2 separate regions of the Mus musculus genome follow, and region 1 is linked to region 2. The links are chromatin contacts, called in public HiChIP or PLAC-seq maps. All regions are on one chromosome and are shown on one strand. Each heading gives the region's core, a stretch centred on a gene start, on an enhancer-like site or on the middle of the called end of the contact. The rest is flanking DNA. Distances are from core to core; before and after follow the strand shown. Region 1 has its middle 38 kb from the start of Gm39774. Region 2 holds the start of Snhg7os (a long non-coding RNA gene).

Region 1 (6,011 bases), core at 3,238-5,737, 180 kb after region 2:
AGCAGGAAATAATCAAACTCAGGGCTGAAATCAACCAAATAGGAAAAAAAAAAAAAAAAGAACTATACCAAGAATCAACCTAACCAGGAGCTGGTTCTTTGAGAAAGTCAACAAGATAGATAAACCCTTATCTAGACTAACCAGAGGGCACAGGGACAGTATCCTAATTAACAAAATCAGAAATGAGAAGGGAGATATAACCACAGAATCTGAGGAAATCCAAAAAATTATCAGATCCTACTACAAAAGCTGATAATCAACACAACTGTAAAACCTGGATGAAATGGACAATTTTCTAGACAGATATCAGGTACCAAAGTTAAATCGGGATCAGATTAATGACCTAAACAATCCCATATCCCCTAAAGAAATAGAAGCAGTCATTAATAGTCTCCCAACCAAAAAAAGCCCAGGACCTGATGGGTTTAGTGCAGAGTTCTAGCAAGCCTTCAAAGAAGGCTTAATACCAAAACTCCTCAAACTATTTCACAAAATAGAAACAGAAGTTACTCTACCCAATTTGTTCTATAAAGCCACAATTACTCTAATGCCTAAACCACACAAAAATCCAACAAAGAAATAGAACTTCAGAACAAACAAAAAAGAGAACTTTTTTCTCTTATGAACATCGAGCAAAAATACTCAATATAATTCTCCCAAACCGAATCAAAATCAAAACGATCATACATCATGATCAATTAGGCTTCATCCCAGGGATACAGGGATACAGGGATAGTTCAGTATACGGAAATTCATCAAAATAATCCACTATATAAACAAACTCAAGGAAAAAAACCGTATGATCTTCTCATTAGATGCTGAGAAAGCATTTGACAAAATCCAACACCCATTCATGATAAAAGTCTTGGAAAGATCAGGAATTCAAGGCTCATATCTAAACATAGTAAAAGCAATATACAGCAAACCAGTAGTCAACATCAAACTAAATGAAGAGAAACTTGAAGCAATCCCAGTAAAATCAGGGACTAGGCAAGGCTGGCCAACTGTCTCCCTACCTATTCAATATGCTCCTTGAAGTCCTAGCCAGAGCAATTAGACAATAAAAGGAAGTGAAAGGAATACAAATTGGAAAGCAAGAAGTCAAAATATCACTATTTGCAGATGATATGACAGTTTACCTAAGTGACCCCAAAATTTCCACCAGAGAACTCCTAAACTTGATAAACAACTTCAGCAAAGTAGCTGGATATAAAATTAATTCAAACAAATCAGTGGCTAAGAAAGCAATTAGGGAAGCAACACCCTTTACAATAGTCACAAATCATATAAAATACCTTGGTGTGAATCTAACTAAGCAAGTGAAAGATCTGTGTGATAAGAACTTCACGTCTTGAAGAAAGAAATTGTAGATTTCAGAAGATGGAAAGATCTCCCATGACTATGGATTTGCAGGATTAATAATGTAAAAATGGCCATCTTGCCAAAAGCAATATACCTATTCAATGCAATCCCCATCAAAATTCCAACTCAATTCTTCACCAAGTTAAAAAGGGCAATTTGCAAATTCATCTGGAAAAAAAACCTAGGATAGCAAAAACTATTGTCAACAATAAAAGAACTTCTGGTGGAATCACCATCCCTGACCTCAAGCTGTATTACAGAGCAATTGTGATAAAAAAAACAAAACAAAACAAAAAAAACTGCATGGTATTGGTACAGTGACAGGCAAGTAGATCAATAGAATAGAATTGAAGACCCAGAAATGAACCCACACACCTATGGCCACTTGATCTTTGACAAAGGAGCTAAAACCATCCAGTGGAAAAAAGACAGCATTTTCAACAAATGGTGCTGGCTCAACTGGTGGTTAGCACGTAGAAGAAGGCAAATTGATTCATTCTTATCTCCTTGTACAAAGCTCAAATCTAAATGGATCAAGGACCTTCACATAAAACCAGATACACTGAAACTAATAGAAGAAAAAGTAGGGAAGAGCCTCAAACACATGAGCACAGGGTAAAAACTCATGAAGAGAACACCAATGGCTTGTGATGTAAGATCAAGAATTCATAAATGGGACCTCATAAAATTGCAAAGCTTCTGTAAGGCAAGGGACACTGTCAAGAAGACAAAAAGGCCACCAACAGATTGGGAAAAGATCTTCACCAACTGTATATCCAATAGAGAGCTAATATCCAACATATACAAAGAACTCAAGAAGTTAGACTCCAGAAAAACAAATAACCCTATAAAAAATGGGGTACAAGCCGGGTGTGGTGGCGTACACCTTTAATCCCAGCACTCGGGAGGCAGAGGCAGGCGGATTTCTGAAGTTCGAGGACAGCCTGTTCTAAAAAGTGAGTTCCAGGACAGCCAGGGCTATACAGAGAAACCCTGTCTCAAAACAAACAAACAAACAAAGACAAAAAACAAAAATGGGGTACAGAGCTAAACAAAGAATTCTCAACTGAGGAATACCAAATGACTGAGAAGCACCTAAAGTAATATTCAACATCCTTAGTCATCAGGGAAATGCAGATCAAAACAACCCTGAGATTCCACCTCATTCCAGTCAGAATGGCTAAGATCAAAAACTCAGGTGACACCAGATGCTGCTGAGGATGTGGAGAAAGAGGAACACTCCTCCATTGCTGGTAGGATTTCAAGCTGGTACAACCACTCTGGAGATCAGTTTGGCAGTTCCTCAGAAAATTGGACATAGTACTACCTGAGGACACAGCAATACCTCTCCTGGGCATATATCCAGAAGATTATCCAACATGTAATAAGGACACATGCTCCACTATGTTCATAGTAGCCTTATTTATAATAGCCAGAAGCTGGAAAGAACCCAGATGTTCCTCAACAGAGGAATGAATACAGAAAATGTGGTACATATACACAATGGAATACTACTCAGCTATTAAAACAATGAATTTTTGAAATTCTTAGGGAAATAGATGTATTTGGAGGATATCATCCTGAGTGAGGTAACCCAATCACAAAAGAATACACATGATATGCACTCACTGATAAGTGTATATTTGTCCATAAGCTTGGAATACCCAAGATACATTTCACAAACCACATGAAACTCAAGAAGAAGGAAGACCATAGTGTGGTTACTTCTATCCATCTTAGAAGGGAGGAACAAAACACCCATGAAAGAAGTTACACAGACAAAATGTGGAGCAAAGACTGAAGGAATGATCATCCAGAAACTGCCCCACCTGAGGATCCATCCCATATACAATTATCAAACCCAGACACTTTTTTGGATGCCAACAAGTGTTTGTTGACAGGAGCCTGATATAGCTCTCTCCGAGAGGCTCTGCCAGTGCCTGACAAATACAGAAGTGGATGCTCACAGTCATCCGCAATGAAGGAACTGAAGAAGAACCTAAGGAGCTGAAGGGGTTCACAGCCCCCTAGGAAGAACAACAATATGAACTAACCAGTACCCCCAGAGCTCCCAGGGACTAAACTACCAACCAAAGAGGAGAAACTCAAGGAATAACTCTGGCTACTGGGGAAAGAATGACCTGCATTTGCCAGGGTAGACAACACAGCCACTATCCACCATCCAGAAAAACATGGTGGTGGCCTAGAACAGACTGGTAGAGGTAGAGCTTAGGTGCGCCAAGCTGGCTGGATTGGCAAGCTGTGTTTGAGATGGTGGCAGAGGGAAGTCATTGACAAATGCTGGAGCATGCAAAAGTGTCCCATCCCAAACTGGGGACCAAGGAAAGGAGGCAGGGCAGTGAGTAGGAAGGTTTTAGGGCAGGGACCTAATAGGGGCAGGGATGGTCAGGAACCACAAGGATGGAAGCAGATATCCTGAAGAGGTAGAACTGTGCATGTGGCCCTCAGCATAGGGCAGGATGGAATCAGCCTATGGATGGACATGAGCACAGCAGTGGCCAGAACAGCATCCTGGGCTAACAGGGTCTCATAATGACCCAATAAAGGTGACCAACAAGACTCGGAAAAGTAAAATAAGATCCACCCTGCCAGTAAAGAGACCCAGTTCTCACGGATGCCATCAACAGAGACCTACCCAACCTCCCTTCCATTCCACTGTCCTCTTCCAGAGACCCCATTACAGAACAAGAACAAATGGCCCTCAAAGTCCTTCTATGAAAACCCAAACAACCCCATGAGAAATGCTCTAAGGAAAGAAGGTTCCAGGTAGAGACACAAGCCCAAAGTCATATGTGAGCACAGAGCATCCAAGTCAGACACAGACTAACTGGTCAGCACTTTATAAAAGTGATAGACACATTTACCAGGAAATCAGAGAGCACCCAGTCAGCACAATTCACAGGGCTGAACTGAGTGAAGGTCACGGCTGAGGCTTCTGGCTATGGACACTGAGAGAGTGGGGCCATTATCTGATCCAAAAGCCCTCACAGCTTGACCTGCCAACAGGAGGCTGGGTCATGCAGACATCCCTTGCCTGGGCTGCTGTCTGAAGCCATGTTGATGTCTAATGACTGCTCAGAGCTAACCACACCTCCACACACACTGGCTGCAGCACTCAGGAGAGCAGCCCTGCATCTCACCTTAGCAGCACAATGTATCTGGCACTGGTCTCATGGGTGAGGAAGACCCAGCCCCAAGGGCACAAACATAAGAGAGGTGGCTATGACCCTCACTGGGGCAGTGCTGGAGAGCAGTGGATTGAACAACTGTGAGTTGGTCTACCCCAACATCTACCCCATGTATGAACTGCTGGAGCACATGAAGGGGCTGGTCCCACAGAGCCAAAACTGCAGGATCTCTATGACACAGGGCAACAGGATATCCCAATGAGGATTCAGTATTGATAGATAGCGTAGCAGAACCCAGAGACCTTGCAGCAGATCAATGACGCATTGCAATGAACATTTTCAAGTAAAGATGTATGGACAAAAGGGCATACTGTGTGACATACTGTGACACACTACAGCTTCCACAGCTTGGGAGTTTGTTTTGTTTAATTTTTATTGTTTGTTTACATTTGGGGGGGGGTTACAAGGGCAGAGAGCAGATACAAATGTTGTGTTTTATAAAACAGCAGTGACACAGCAGGAGGGAGCACTGTGGCAGACCCAGCCAACATGTGCCCCTGAGGAACCAGCCATACAAAGGGCTTAGTATAAAAGAGGTTAATTGGCAGGAAGGGAACCTGGAGAAGGAGGCAGAGGCAGAGGAGAAAGGAGGGGTACTGAAAAGAGAGAAGGCCAGAAAGAGAGAGGGAGAGAGGAGGAGGCCAGCCAGGGACATGTGTGGGAGAGAGTATAAATGGAGGTGGGGGGGTGGGTGGGAGTGGGGGTGAGAGAACAAGTAGTCTTCTTATATGCCTAGCTCCTGGCTCATACCTGGCAGGTGGAGATGCAAGCTTTTGCTAGGTGACTGTTGGGCAGAGCCTGGAGGAAATGCTAACATTCCTCCATTTTGGTTTAATTTAAGTGTCCTCATTTAAATTTAGAAAGAGGTGAGGGTGAGAAAGGAGTGGGGTCATTGTATTCCTTAACTACTTCCTGCTGACCTTGAGGTGACAGTTGTGTTCTGAAACCTAATTGGGGCTCCTGGTCAAGTCCTAGGAGAGCTGGCTATTCCATTGTTGACCAGGGTCTGTGGAATCATCTGTGGCTAAGAAAGTGCAGGCACCATAGAAGCACCTGTGAGGGTAAACCGGACCATCTGTGGTTAGCTTCTCTAGTGCTGTCCTAGATTCAGATTTTGACTGGACTTGGCAGGATGCTGAAACATACATACATACATGCATACATACATATATACATACATACATACATATTAAAGGCAGAAAATAAGTAAGTTTGAGAGAAAAACTTTTTCTTAGGTGTACATTTGAAACCCTTAGGCCCATAGTCTTGGTGGTTGGGACAGGGGAGTTCCCAAACCAGGGAACAGGGAAGGAATGCTACCCTCTAGAATATGCAAAAGGCTGGGAACTTAGACTATTGGTTGACAGAAGTACTTATCCAGATGGAGTTCACTTGACCCTTGAGAGGTCGATCCAAGTATGCTTCTTGGAGCTTATAAGA
Region 2 (5,778 bases), core at 252-2,751:
CAAGGAGGTGACCAGTTGTTTCCTCTTTTACAAGGACGCTTTGGGGATGAGTCAGGAGGGAGCTCCAGGGAGTTCATGGATTCCAGATGTTTCTAACTAGCCCCGCCTGTGGGGTTGTCTGTGGATCTGAGGCACACAGCAGCTTTTAGAAGGTTGGCTGTCCTCTGCTTCAGGACAGTGCTGGAAGACAAATAATACACTCTGACTACTTGCTGTGTTGTGTCCCGCACAAGTACAGATTTGTCTTTTAAGTCCTGAAACTGATGAGGGCTCCCAGGTGATGGGGTGAATTGTGGGCCTGGGGACACACCATTGAGCACTCTTCTTTTACTGGTGGGCCAGCCCAGCCACACTTGTTAATAGTCCCAAGTTCTTGAACCCTTATATTGCCTGCCTGTCTGCCTTCCCACCTCCCTCTCTCCCTTCCTCCTTCCTGTTTTTTGATACGATGTCTCATATAGCCTAGGCTTCAAACTTGCTATGTAGTTGAAGATAAGTTGAACTTCTGATCCTCCTGCCCCTAACTTCTAACAACTAGATTTTGAGGGGTGAACTGTTATGCGTGGCCCAAAGCCTTGAAACTGGAGTTACAGATGGTTTTGAGTCGTCATGTGGATGCTAGAAATCAAACCTGGTTCACTAAGGAGCGGGCTCTTATCTTAGCCTCACGACTTGTTACCAGTCACTTTTTGTCTTAGTGATCTGTCTTAATTTCCTTTTCTGTAGCTGTGATAAAATACCAAGACAGAAGCAGGTTAAGCAGAAAGTGTTTGGGCTGCAGTTTGAGGTTGCAGTTTAGCATGACAGGGAAGTAACAGCAGTAGGCTTGAAGCAACTGGCCCACATGGCAGGTCAAGGATTAGAGAGTGATGAATGCTGGTCCTCAGATAACCCCTTCTATACTCCAGGATCCGAGCTAGGCCAGAGAATGGTGCCACACAGAAGGAGTTGGTCTTTCCATCTCAATTAACCTAATCAAGATAAGCCCTCCCGTACACCCAGAGGTTCACCTCATGGGTGATTTTAGATCTTATCAAATTGCAAATTGAGATGAACAGTCCCGATCCCTGACCAAAGCAACTTAAAGAAGGAAGAAATATTTGGCTTATAGTTCAAGGGAATACAGTACCGTCATGAGGCAGCAGGCATGGCAGTAGGGCTAGGAGGCAGCTGACCACACAGACCCTACAGTCAGGAAGCAGAGAGCGAGAACGAGTGCCAGAGGCAGTCATGAGGTTAATTGCACAAATTAGCTCCTCTATTCACATTGATCCAAACAAAACTGCAATCTCCTGGACAGAGGGGTGTGGACAATGATTTTGGTGTGGATAGTGGAAGGCAGGATTCTGCTTCCAGAGCAATTCTGCATGTCAGAAAGTTGGAGCAGCAGCAGAGGTAGCAGCTTCAGCAGAGGTAGCAGCTGCGGCAGTGGCAGCAGTGGCAGCAGCAGCAGCACTGGCACCGGCACTGGCAGAGGCAGCGGCAGTGGCAGCAGTGGCAGCAGTGGCGGCAGCAGCAGCAGCACAAGGAGCTGCTAGGCTAGAAGCACAGAGCTGAGCTGAGGCCATGCATCTTTTCACACTCACTGCAGGGCTGGGCCTGCTCTCTGTGGTTCGAGCCACGATGCCTCCTCTGACTCCTGCCAGTCCTGAGGAGGTGATGGCCCTGGGGAGGGAGGACTGAGGGTAGCAACTGGCTTCCAAGCTCAGACCTTGGACTGGGTGTGTCTCAGGCCTGCAGATGGAAGCCACAGGTGATGTTGAAAAAAATACCTCTCTTACGTGCTTGGTGGGATCTTCTCAGGTGGGAGTGGGGCTTGAGCAGGTGTTCCAGGCCATGGTCATGTCTTTCTTCTCACTGTGTGCACTTAGAGACTAAGAGGCTGCTGGGGGACAGGGGAGGCTTGCTAGATGGACGCTGTCCTGGCTCTAGCTGGACTCCCAAGAATAGCCTGCCTTCCTTCCTTCCTTCCTTCCTTCCTTCCTTCCTTCCTTCCTTCCTTCCTTCCTTCCTTTCTCTCAGTGTGTGTGTGTGTGTGTGTGTGTGTGTGTGTGTGCTTCAGAGACACTTCTTATATTCTTCCAATGAGTTGATTTCAGATTTCATCCTGGGTAAGGCCCCTGTGACTGTTGTGTATCTGGGAGACAGAGCCAACTTCCTAATGATTTCAGGAGAAACTGAGAAGTCTGTTCCTTGCCACACCTCAGCACTTTGACTGTAGACAGTGAAGCAGACCGTGGTCAGTCGGTACAGTCATGGTTCTCTCAGGTCACCTCCTCAGCCATGTCCATTCTGCCCTGTCCTCCGGCTCAGCTCCCTGAAGTGAAAGGTCAACCTGTCCTCCAGATCACCTTTCTCAGTTCCCTCTGGATGCCTGTGCAGGGTCTGTGGTCAGGGCTCTTCCCAGGAAGTGTTTCTCCTAGGACGCCTGTGCCCTGTCTGCTTGGTTCTACCTACTGCTGCTGTTGGTGAGAGACAGCCATGGTCAGGACTCCTCCTGACATCCCGGCATCCCGGACCCTTCCATCTTGCACTGAGACCTGACTGCATTCTCCTCCTGCCTCTCACCCACCGTCTTCCAGATTCCCTTCTCCCTGCAACTGTGTGCACTTGTGACCTCCAACTGCAGATCTTGGGAAAGGGGTACATAAGGTGCTGGGCAGGAGACTTGCCTATTCCTGAGTCGAGATGGAAAGACCCGCTGCCTCCCTTCACCTTTGAGAGAAACAGTCTTGATGAGTTGGAGTTCAGGATGAACCTGACGTGAGTGGTCTCTGCGGAGGTAATGTCTGCTGCTGCTGCCAAACAGTTCTAAGTGTGACTAAGCACAGACTGCCTCACCTCTAGTAGTCACTGAGGAATGCAGCATTTTCTGTGTTGCCTGGGCAACACACCAGGTGACCTCTTCATGAGGTCAGAGATCTAACTTGCTGTGGTCTATGCCCATGCTGAATAGGGTGAGAGGATCTCTTGCACAGGATTGCTTGCTTCAGGAGAGGCCAGCATGGGTCCCAGAAATAAGAATGGGGAAGAACTAGGTGCCCTGGGGAGAGCCATACTTGGACCCTGTGTTCTAGGAAACCCATTGGCTGTATTCAGTACAAGCTGCCTCTGTATGAGGGAGAGGACCCTGGTATGTTCCTCACAGGTGAGTATCTGGGTTCCAATTCTTATTTCAGTAAAGGCCCAGGGGGAGATGGACTTCTCACATCACAGGTATTGTCCACAGGGTGGAGGCATGTCATCTACATCCATTTCCTGCCTGGGAAGGAGTCTGCCATTGCCTACTTCAGGGGCAACATGAACTATCAGTACTACCAGCTGCTGCTGCTCATGGGTGAGCTCCACTCTTTGTCTTTTAGCATGGACTCCTGGGGACAGACATGGACTAGGCCCATGTTTAGAAAAACAGAAGTCTGGTTTGCTTCATTCTACTCCTGGGGAGCCTCTCCTGCACTTCCTGAAGTCACCAGGAGGGGGGTGTGTAAGCCCTTGGCCTCTTTTACCTTCAGTCTTACATGAACAATCCTAGTGTCAGAGATCCCACATACTCCTGACCCACCCTGCCCTTGGCTACTCTGTCCCCCATGAGTCAGCGTTTTTATGATCCTGCTCTGAACAGGTTCCCATTGTGGCCCATTTATCACTGGGGACATTGGGCAGCATGAGCAGTCGTCATGGTAGGAGGGGTTGCAGCATTCAGAGGGTGGATGGAGACAGGAAGATGCCCCCCAAGGAAAGTCCTCTTTTCCAAGGTCGGCAGTGGCAGGTGGAGACATCATGAGGAGACCTCTCCCTGCCACCACTGTCAGCACACTGAGGACAAGGTGTCCTTCCCTCAGCCCTCACACACTTCTTATCTCTGTCAGCATTCAGCAGCTCTGTCCCCATGATCCTTTCTAACTTGGGTGTCACTGAGTGGCCTCCTTGTATTCCAACCTGCAATCTCTGCCTACCTACTCTCTCCTCCCATGATGGCTGCAATTGGACTCACCATTTGGAGGCTCTGACGTGGCTTGTGCAGGGTCTTAGGTTATAGCAGGGTCCAAAACACCCTGGCATTTTGCTCATAAACAAGGACTTTAGAGGTCCTTGGACCTTCTTAAACTATCTTTGGTACCCTCAGGTCACTGCTTCCTACTCTATGAGACAGAATTTCTCATGTCCTTCCTCTTTCTGGTCATCACGATATCATTGGAGGCACAAACCTTCACCCTAGTTGGGGCTTTTGGCAAGGCTGTGCTGTGCAAAGGCCTTGTGTTGGAATTTGAAGTGATGTGGTTTTTCCTGTTGGGAAGGACTTTGGGTGCGGCATCTAGAGTACAGTATCCTAGCAGGAACCCTCCCACTGCAGGATAAGCCTGTCTTCCTCGGGGGTGGGGCCTTGGCCCAGGTTGGGAGATGGGCTTCCATTAGGAGAGGCTGGTTCTGGGCTTTGAGGAAGGACAATCTGATGGTTAAACCTCTTGTTTTCTCACCTGGTACTCCTTCTGTCGTGGATCTCAGGGCTTCTGTCCTGGAGGAGCTGGGACAGTGTGGAGCAGGGCATCTCTGAACCCAGGAGGAGTGTCTGTGCAGAGATTTCTACATGTGTCTCCTGCTCACCAGGACTGGGCGGGTGGCAGGCCTGTCCTAGGGAGTCTCAAAGGGAGACATCTTGGGGGTTTCAAGTCCCACAGCATACTCATTCATGCCTGGTGTTCCGAGTAAGCCTGAGAGCTTCCTCCAGGTCTGGGCACTCGTGGGTCAGCAGCTCTAGTGAATGCCTGGGGCCCTTGGTTGGAGCTGCCTGTTTCCAGCCTGGAGCGGGGCTCCTCTCTTCTCCATGTGTCTTGGAGGCTCTGCCCTGCTAGCACTCAGCTTCAGCCCATCTGTTCTGCAGGCCGCACCCTGAGACCTAACCCAGATGCTGAGAGGATCTTCAAGGAGTCTGTGATGAGTATAATGCCCCAAACTGGAAGGATAATTACCCCTCCCCATGCTGGTAGGGAAGGATTTCCTCGTCCCCTCTCTCCTTTCTCCTCACTCAGGCTTGTGCTCTGGATATTTCTCTTATACACAAGAAACCACATGAACAGCATCATGTTTCATAGCTCATCTAAGTTTTCTGGTTTTTGTCCCTCTACAGAAGCCTGTGTGTTTGTCCTAGACCCCCAGTGCACTAAGGGAGTGCTGCAGTATCCATGCAGAAAGCAGGAGATGGGACCTGGCTGACCCAGAGGTGCAGACACCCACATGTAGAACTCTCAGTGTCAAAGAGCACAGGGCCTAACACCCACTCCTCCCCCAAGTCTGCATTCAATAAATTCGGTGGATATCACTCAATCACCTGTGTCTCTCGGGGTCCAGTGGGCTCCAATTTTCGTGTTAATTAGGTGTGGACAGATACTCAAATACACCAAGAAGGGAAAGATGTTCGTTTACATTCACAGGTCCCCAAACTAGTGCCATGCCTCAGCACTTAGGGCCACAGGGCACAGTGAGGGACAAATGGAGCAGATGTAAAGAGGGTTGGGGCTTGGAGGCAGAGTCTACATGGTGGAGGTGGGAAGGGTGAGCAGTGTACAGGCAGGCAGGGTAGGTTGGCTAGTGTAGGTCTCTGCAGAGATTGGTCTCTCAAGACATTTCTAGTGGTCTGGGCACCTGATGAAGGAAAGTAGCTGAGGTGTGGAATGATGCAACAGGCTGGATGTGGCTTCTGTGCACATAGAAGGTGAGGCTTACAGCTGATGTATTCACTCACTGTAGAAATTCACTCTCTAGGAGTGAGGTTCTCCA

The links. HiChIP or PLAC-seq counts read pairs in DNA pulled down with a chosen protein or histone mark.
Region 1: a contact with region 2 is called in an H3K27ac HiChIP or PLAC-seq map of embryonic stem cells, with 8 read pairs. The contact joins the enhancer-like site here to the promoter of Snhg7os in region 2. A contact is called at or near these places in 2 of 484 Hi-C or Micro-C datasets (bone marrow-derived macrophages and nephron progenitors), 10 of 115 datasets of contacts at active chromatin or transcription factors (CD8 T cells, astrocytes, bone marrow-derived macrophages and 3 more) and 1 of 9 other capture datasets (embryonic stem cells).

What each region holds. Positions count from the first base shown.
Region 1 is chr2:26,822,329-26,828,339 of GRCm38.p6, forward strand. No RefSeq gene overlaps it. Among named protein-coding and RNA genes, the nearest start is that of Gm39774, 38 kb to the left of the region's middle. Within about 2 kb of position 4,488, at least 2 of the 459 cell types and tissues checked have an H3K27ac peak or open chromatin away from gene starts, as enhancers often do. A contact at or near this core is called in embryonic stem cells, where this site is marked.
Region 2 is chr2:26,640,620-26,646,397 of GRCm38.p6, forward strand. Snhg7os (a long non-coding RNA gene) reads left to right here and starts at 1,502. Exons shown (of 4, transcript XR_003953776.1): 1 at 1,502-2,763; 2 at 3,078-3,148; 3 at 3,230-3,337; 4 at 4,883-5,325.